Linked DNA regions of Mus musculus: all the other regions are linked to region 3. The links are chromatin contacts, called in public HiChIP or PLAC-seq and Micro-C maps. All regions are on one chromosome and are shown on one strand. The core of a region is the stretch at or near the end of the contact, and the rest is flanking DNA. Distances in the headings are between cores, read along the strand shown. Region 1 has its middle 42 kb from the start of Gm12724. Region 2 has its middle 260 kb from the start of Gm40217. Region 3 has its middle 92 kb from the start of Gm29922.

The links. Hi-C and Micro-C count contacts between places; a contact is called where the count stands out from the background. HiChIP or PLAC-seq counts read pairs in DNA pulled down with a chosen protein or histone mark.
Region 1: a contact with region 3 is called in a Micro-C map of muscle stem cells, with 3 times the contacts expected there. The contact joins two enhancer-like sites. A contact is called at or near these places in 3 of 484 Hi-C or Micro-C datasets (muscle stem cells and uterus) and 4 of 115 datasets of contacts at active chromatin or transcription factors (the 230-238 cell line, heart atrium, pancreatic cancer cells and 1 more).
Region 2: a FOXA1 HiChIP or PLAC-seq map of pancreatic cancer cells shows a contact between it and region 3. The contact joins two enhancer-like sites. A contact is called at or near these places in 1 of 115 datasets of contacts at active chromatin or transcription factors (pancreatic cancer cells) and 1 of 9 other capture datasets (embryonic stem cells).

The regions. Positions count from the first base shown.
Region 1 is chr4:106,193,994-106,197,002 of GRCm38.p6, reverse strand. No RefSeq gene overlaps it. Among named protein-coding and RNA genes, the nearest start is that of Gm12724, 42 kb to the left of the region's middle. Within about 2 kb of position 1,297, at least 53 of the 459 cell types and tissues checked have an H3K27ac peak or open chromatin away from gene starts, as enhancers often do. A contact at or near this core is called in muscle stem cells, where this site is marked.
Region 2 is chr4:105,576,567-105,579,266 of GRCm38.p6, reverse strand. It overlaps the pseudogene Gm12726. Among named protein-coding and RNA genes, the nearest start is that of Gm40217, 260 kb to the right of the region's middle. Within about 2 kb of position 1,381, at least 6 of the 459 cell types and tissues checked have an H3K27ac peak or open chromatin away from gene starts, as enhancers often do. A contact at or near this core is called in pancreatic cancer cells, where this site is marked.
Region 3 is chr4:105,935,983-105,938,682 of GRCm38.p6, reverse strand. No RefSeq gene overlaps it. Among named protein-coding and RNA genes, the nearest start is that of Gm29922, 92 kb to the right of the region's middle. Within about 2 kb of position 1,307, at least 50 of the 459 cell types and tissues checked have an H3K27ac peak or open chromatin away from gene starts, as enhancers often do. A contact at or near this core is called in muscle stem cells and pancreatic cancer cells, where this site is marked.

The sequences.
Region 1 (3,009 bases), core at 48-2,547, 260 kb before region 3:
TTAATTAGCAGAGTTTTCCCATGTAATATGTGTATAGGTCTGGCACATTGTGGAAGCGTATTGAGAATTGTTTGTCTTTGTTCTTACCGGTTGTCTTTGAATAGAAGACAGGAAAGCCAAGGGGCAGGGCTCAGGGGCTGTGTGAGGAGTAGGAAAGAAGAGCTGGAGGGGATAGAAGACAGCAAGGAACAGTGTCTTCCAGACACAACAAGGATGACACACCTAAGAACTCACAGAGACTATGCCAGCATGCACAGGGTCTGCACGAGTCCCCGTGCTAGGAGGGAAGTGGACACAAACCCACATCCCTAACTCAGATGCTAATCTCCAGGTGATAACCACTCACAAAGCACAAATTAGTTTTCTCCAGTGGAGACTTACTGGATACGCAAACCACACTGAAGGGCAGACCTCTTGACTAGCAGAAGATGGCAACAGGAAATGGGCTCAATAGCATTTGTTTGGGAATTTCTTTTTCTTTTTCTTTTTGGCCTTACTGGTCTTTTGTGTGCATATCATGCTTTCTGATTCTGTGTTTTTATGGTTTTTCTCTCTCTGTTTCTGATGTTTTTCCTTTTTTCTCTTTTAGTTTTATTTTTATTCTGGTTTGTTTGTTGGCCTGTTTGTTTTCTGAAGAGAGAAAGAAAGGTCATAGAGTTGGGTGGGAGGGAAGGGGGAGGATCTAGAAGGAGTTAGAGGAGGAGAAATTGGGATCAGTACATATTATATACTATATATATGTATATATAGTACATGTCACTTGTATAAAATTATTTTCAATAAGAATAAGTGCTAGAAAATTAATTAGAGGGAACTGTTTCTAATTTTGTAGATGAAAAAGCCCAGTTATAGAGACAGATGGCTTTGCTTAGGTGGAGGCCATCTATGGTGACACTGGGAGAAGTCATTGGGCCTAATTCCCAATTCCTATTTCACATATCACACTCCTGCATAAAATGTGGCATATTTGTCATGACTATAGCGTATGACATCATTCAACACTGGCTGGCCACTCTCTCTGTTGCACAATCCTAGGGCTTCATCTTGTTTACCAGGGGAAAAGGTTATTTTGACCAGCTCAGATTTTTCCCTTAGAGATCAAGTTAGTATCTTTATTTATTACTGAAGTTTCAGTCTGTGACAAGTCAAGTTTATGAACAATATTAACCTTAGGACACGGAGAGGGCCCAGGAATGTTTATATTCCCCTGCTGTAAAGTGTTCTCTTGGACTCCTGTCCATCCACAGCATCGATGGGTGTTACCTAAGCTGGAGATGTGGCAATCACATGCTGGTCTGAGTCATCTGGACTTTCTCTCAGCTCCTGCAGGACTTTCCATCTGTGGGTTCTCTTCTCATTTTCCTGTCCTCCCTGGGGAATTGGTTTCAGCTGTGTCTCCTACACTGACAACTGCCAGTCTCCAGGCCAGCTCTCTCTGGCCACCTTTAGATTTCCATTTCCAATGTTTTCTGGACAGATCCAAAGGAAGGTCTTTGGAGACCTCCACCCTAGCCCTCCCCTCCCACAGGGTGTTGACACCTTCCAGATCTGCTGCTCCGACTGACAGACATCTGGAGTGGTACCTCTGTCCACCAACGGGGAGGCAGAATAGTTAGCTACAGGAACGTCTCCTGTCACTTCCCAAACACACTCTGTATTTTTAGTCTAAGTCTCTGATGTGGACCACAGGCACTGCCTGCTCAGATCCAGCTCTACCCAGCTTGGTTTCTGGTGCTGTCTGTCACTCATCGCTCCACTCTTCTATTTACCTTACATTGCCACTGATGTCTGGGAGAGCCCAATTGCTCTTACAGACTGTTTCCTTCGATGCCTTGATTTCCCAGTTGTGTCTAGCTAACACATCCTCATCTGTTGGGTCTCAGCTCAGATTTCATGTCTTAGGGATCCCTTTCTAGAGACTTCTGCACCACTGCAATTGAAATGTTCCTATTACTTTTCTTCTGCCATAGGTTCCAAGTTATAATTGCAGGTTTATCTTGATGCCCATGTGATTATTTATTTTAGTTAAGCATTTTTCATCGATTGTACTTGGGGCTGTGTTATATAAGGGCACTTTCATACGAATACAAATTTCATACAAATTGAGTATAGTCTCCCACCATATCCTCTTCCTTTTCTTCTTCCCTCTTGTCCTGTTAGGTTCCTTTATTCCCTTTGTCAGCTTCCCTCTACTTCCATGCCACAGATACATGCATAATTCCTATAATATAAAATCTAGGAAACACAAAATAGAGAAAACATGATGTTTGTCTTTCTGAGGCAGGATTAATTTGCTCTGTGATTATCAGCAGTTGTATTGACTCTCCTGCAAATGTTATAACTTTGTTCTGTGCCATGGTTAAAACAAACTCCATTGTGTATATACACAACATCTTTGTCATCTGTTCCTTCATTGATGGATGCCTCCCTATTATGGGTAGTGTTGCAGAAAACATCAATGCGCAGGTATCTCTGCGATGTGCTTGCTCAGAGTTCTTTAAATATCCAGGTTCACTACCTGGCAGAAGCAATTTATGGGAGGAAGAGCTCCTTTTGGCTCAGAGTTAACAGGGTTTCAATCAATCACGGCAAGTAAGGTACGGTGGCTGGAGTGAGTCAGTCACAGGATTGGGAATGCGCAGAAGCTCTCTCTCACACGTCACTCACCAGGAGACAGAGTTCTAGCAGGACCTGGGCATGGAACCCTCAAGGCCTACATCATCTGGCTAGGTCCTGGGTCCCAAAGGTTCTGCAACCTACTAAAACAGCCCCATTAGCTGGGGACGAAATGTTCAAACATCTAAGCTTGTTGAGGACATTTCACATTCAAATAATGACAGCTAACTTCGGAACAATGGTCTCCCCTGATACCTGCACAGTGTGCTTGGCATAAAGTGAGCCCTCAGTAAGTAGCCATTCAATAAACGAACAAGCAGTCTGTGTTCAGATGCAGCTCTTCCATTTCCTCCTCCAAACAAGAACGACTACCAACTTCCTTTAACCTTATGT
Region 2 (2,700 bases), core at 132-2,631, 360 kb after region 3:
TAAAACCGTCAATTCTATCTCGTGCACCAACACATCCAGGGTCAGTTTCAGGACTTTTTACCTTTTACAGGCTCTTACACACAGGACACCACTTGGCACAAACACTATATACACTTAATCTCATAAGCAGATAATGCAAAGTACATCAGAAAAAAGATATGCCATCACCTGCCGATTTCATTTATTGCACTTTAACTTCTACAGTTTCACAAAACACTCATGACAATCTGTAGACTAGTTTTAACAAATAACACCTTTAAGCAGAAATGACTATCCTAAATTGTTTATTGGATATGAATTTTACAAATATCACGTGTATTAGTGGTAATGGTGGAGCTGGAGAGTATTGCGCCTTCTCCAGGCTGCACGACGGGAACCACCAATAGTGTGGTGGAACTTGTGGCCCTTTCCAAGGCCACGGCTCTTTCGGCTAACAGATGTGGGCCCATGCCTCTCTCTGTGCTTGTGGACTGGTTTGGTGATCCACTGGGTGTCAGGATTTCTTCTGATAGCTTTATGGAACGGATCAATGAGGATAACCTCAAAAACTTTATATGTGGAATCTTCACCAACCCAGTAGGAATTCAGGACTCTCAAAGCCCCACAATGGCACCCAGCTCTCTCCTCAGCAACAGACTTAAGGCTTCAGGCAAATTTCAGCTGGTTAACACCATGGTGGACAGGCTTGCCGTAAGTTGCACCCTTAGGATCTGGGCGTTTACGACCACCACGGCCGACATGAATCCTGTAAATGACATAGCCTTGCTTAGCCTTACCCCAGTCTTCGAGCTTTATCAGGCCAGGTGGGGCGGGGAGCCCTGTGCAGCGCAGGGAGCTGGCGGTATTGCCAACAGCGGACCCTCAGAAGAAAGCGCATCAAGTCGGACTGCTTCTTCCTCCATAGCTCCTGGATGTATTTGTATGCACTCATCTTGGCTCACCTGATGGCTGTCGCCAAGAGGAAAGGAAGACACCTTTCTCCCATAATCCATTTTGTCCAGCACATCCACTCTTAAATACTGCGGCATGATCCCCTCAGTAGAGACGAAAGGCACAAAACACAAAGAATTGAAAAATGAATTCAAAGTCAGGCTCCTCCCAGCTAAGCCACACTAAATGGAAAGGGTAGCTGTGCTTTATGTGTTAATGTTAGCCTACACTTAGGAATGCAGAAATTCACTCTGCATAAGTGAGGGTAGACAGAGGCTCTGAGAAACCTAAAAGATCTGCAGTGGTCTTGTTCAAAATGGCCTCGGTGGTTCTTCCTGGGACATAATGAATAAAACAATAATAACATGGTCACGGATTTCTGCAGTGGCATCCGAATGACTCACTAAACAGGAGAAGGAACAAGTCGCACCCTGATGACCAACAGTGCAAAGACAAACCAGCCCACTAAACCACAGGGCTTGATGACAGGTTTCTTCCCGGGCTCCGGTGGGAACCCCGGGTTCACTGAGAATGCAGTCGTTCATTTCATCATCTGAGAGAGGGGAGGGCAGCAGCAGCCATAAGGACTGAAGGGTCTTGAGGGAGAGAGAAAATCACTCAAAAGAGTAGAAACCAGTAGTTTTTCCACCATCCAGATAAGCTTCCCCCTCCTTCTTCTCGGTACTAACTAGGGATGAGTTTTGTAAGCAAGATTATGGAAAGAGAAGCCAGCTGTGTCTCTTATCACATCAAGGTCATGATAGTTTTGAGAGTTCAGTCATCCTGCCTAAAGTGGGCATCTTCCTAAGCTCATTTAGAAATCACTTATTAGCTACTCAAGATGCACTGGAAAAGCAGAAATGGAATCATTACTTATATCTGTATTTTGTTTATTGCTAGGTATTGTAAACCCATTCAAATAATACCTATTTATAAAACCATTGCCTCTCTCTCTCTCTCTCTCTCTCTCTCTCTGTGTGTGTGTGTGTGTGTGTGTGTGTGTGTGTGTGTGTGTGTGTGTGTGTGCGTGCGCACGTGCACACGTATATGTGGCATATGTGTGTTCCTCATGAAGCCCTGTGTGTGTGGTTGTGCATGTCTGTGCATGGGCATGTATAGAGGCCAGAGGAGAACCTGAGGTGTCCTCCTCTCTTCCTCTCCGCTTATTTCCTTTAGACAAGGTCTCTCTCACTGAACTCTGAGCCCCACTTATTCGGCTCCACTGGCTGACTCTTGAGCCCAGCTATCCCCTGACTCCCTACCCTGGTGCTGGACTTCCAGGCACTCTTGGTTCCACTGGACTTTCTCCATAAGTGCTGGGAATTTGAATTTAGTTCTCCATGCTCGCACAGCCATGTGTTTACCCACTGACCCTTCTCTCTGCCCCTCAAAAAATAATTTTGATTGCCTACTCTAAGTTAGAAAAAAAAGCAGTGAATTTGGTGTATAAAGTGAGGTTGAGTTTAATCACTGGTCCAACTTCAATTAAGCACCTGCACTACAGAACTGGGATTGAACTTGGGTTATGTCTGACCACAAAGCTCACAACTTTTCTATCTCGCCATCCCAGCTAGATATAAATTTTAAAACAACAACATTCTCCACTTATTGACTGACTTTGACTTCCTCCATGTCTTTAAAGCGATATACATGTTTTCCTCTTAAACACTCCTCTGATCCTCACGAATGAAGAGGGCCTGGTGGGTAAAGGCTCTTGCCTCATAGCCTTAGAACCTGAGGTCAGTTCCTGGAACCCAGCTGAAGATGGAA
Region 3 (2,700 bases), core at 58-2,557:
GCGTTTCATTTCCAAAGTGGCCTTAATTATAATTACAGGGGCACCATTTGGGGACAAATGGGGACTCTTCTATATTAGTCTTGTTTTCTTTCCATCTCTGTATTATGTGTAGTTAGACTATTTTGATTAGAAAGCGTGACACCCCAAATTCTTAGCACAATGCTCAGATAAGTCTTTTCACTAAAAAATGTCAAGCAAGCCCAACATCCTCAGCTCCTGGGATACAGACACAGTGTCCTGTAACCCATGTACTCAGATGCTCAGGATAAGGGTAGCAGTGTCCAACCCACAGAGGATGCTACAAGAATTTGGAGCTTCACAATGATTGTGCCAGAGATTCAGTTCCTAGCCTTCATTCCAAAGCTCCATTGTTTGTTTATTCCCATTCCCCAAAATTCTCTCGAGTCATGGATGCTTTGGTTGTTGGGAACAAACCCCAGTGTCTTACTTTTCTGGTGCAAACACAAAAGTTTACAGAGAATAAACCTTTGGGTAAGGAATAAGATTGTGTGCTTCCTCTTTCCATTGAGAAGGCATTTCACGGCTTTATGCCCTCAATCTCAGTCAGGCGTCACCTTCGTGTCTGAGGAAGAGTGGGAGAAATGGTAGATAAGACGAAAATGTAAGAAAAATCCCCAATGACTGGATCCCACGACTGAATCTCCCAAAGGCAAGAGCAAATGATTAGAGCTGTTTCCTTCTGAGTCCTCTAATATTGAAGCTGCCATGTCGGAGGGTGATCAACTGAAGGTAGTTTTGTTTCATTCTACTCAACCGGAGCTGAGCCTCGAGTGGTGGAGGGTCAGTTGCTCAGCAGTGCTGTAGTCTCTCTGTGGGCATTCCTTCTTCACGAATCATTCAGTTTCCTTCTGACTGCATACAGCTTTGTAGTGTGTGAGCCAGGCAGGCTCTCACTTCTCAGACACCCAGTTTTGTAACTCTGGAGGTGACTAAGTTGATGCCTAAACCAGAAGGTATCTTCCGTGTGTTGAAATGTGAGAGAGGCAGGAGGGACACTGAGACCCATGATCGGCAGGTCTTTCTGATCCTCTCTGGTACTGAACAGCCTTCAGGAGAAGATGGACTAGGGAATGGCCTGTGGGCCAGAGCTTTGGAGGTCTCTCTCAGCCATGGGTGGAAGACTCATGGCTTTCTGGCTGACCTCTAGCTAGAGGCTCTCAGTCTCTCTTTCCAAGGCCACTAACTAAGAAACCCTCCATAAAAGCTCCCTTATAGCCTGAGCTCCTAAGTATGTTTGTGACTAGCCCCGCTCTGACCCACAGCTGTGTCATGAAGCTAACTCCCAGCAGCTGGCTGTGGCAATGTGACACTGGGTTCTCTGATTTGTGATTGTTCCTTGTTCTCTGGGTAGCTCTGACTTAACCACTGAGTTCCTCCTCTCAGCCACAGACCTCTGAGACATGGGGCACGCCAAATGCACCTCCTCTCTGCTGGGCACCGCTAGTCTTTTACTGGGGATGGACTTATCATTTGGATGGATTTTCTGCTTCCTAATCCTGACCTGGGAGCCACACTATTGGACCAGTGAACTATTTCCTGTTTTTCTGGGTTACCCTTCTGTCTCCTCCGTCTGAGATTTCAATGCTCTTTCACCCTTTAGGATAGACTCTATCTAAATAACCTCTTCATTCAGTTTCCTTCAGTCAACACATAGAATCTTCTATTTCTTGCCAAGACACTGATGGAAGAATGTTGGACTGTGTAATTGTGGTTTGTGGTTAACATGGTTGCCCTTAAAACCCTTTCCTGAAACCAGGAGCCATCTAGCCTAGAGAGATGGCTCAGCAGTTAAGAGCTCATACTACTCCCGCTGTGGACTTGCGTTCAGTTCCTGCCACTTTATTAGGTGGCTCGCAACCATCTGTAACTCTAGCTGCAGGGGATCTGACACCCTCTTCTAGACTCTGTAGGAACCTGCATTTATGTGCAGTCATGTGCCCACCCCCACTCTATGCCATACACATAATTAAAAATGTAAAAGGTGGTGGAGGGATGCTTCAATATTACTGGTGCTCCTCTAGAGGACCAGGGTTACCAGCACCCACATGGCAGCTCACAATCCTTTGTTACTTTAGTTCTAGTGGATCTTCTGGCTTCCATCACAGGATTTTTATGACAGGAGAAGCCTCCTTCATAAATGTCCACCTTACTGGGACATTCAGGTCTGTATTCAACTGTAAGCATCACGAAACAGTCCTTCCTTTATTCCTGTACAAGTCAGCATCCAAGCATATTGACGAGCACATATATATCTATTTTTATATTTGAATCTTTAATTAATGAAAACTGTGTGAAAGATAATCACTGGCTGTTTTCTTCTTCACTGAGGACTATATCGCGTGACTTAGATAAACTCCACAACTGAGCACTTTGGAGGAGAGACAGTGCCAGTAAATGGCTTTGTTCAAAGGTTCCCTAAATTTTCGTACCAAGGATTTTTCCTTATCTCTTCTCCATCATTTTTAATTTAAAAAGAATTCTATATTTCCACTGTCAAGTATACAAAACATGAAAGCCAATGGCAGAAAGCATGAGTCTTTAGGGTTGACCTAGTGTTACTTGGAAGGACTTGGTGTGTTAGTGAGGGTGTGGCAAACGGGAAGGCGAAGCAGTGTGAGGAGTAATAACTTATGAGAACCCCCTGTCACCATCGTTCTTCTTCCTGGGAACCCACAGAGG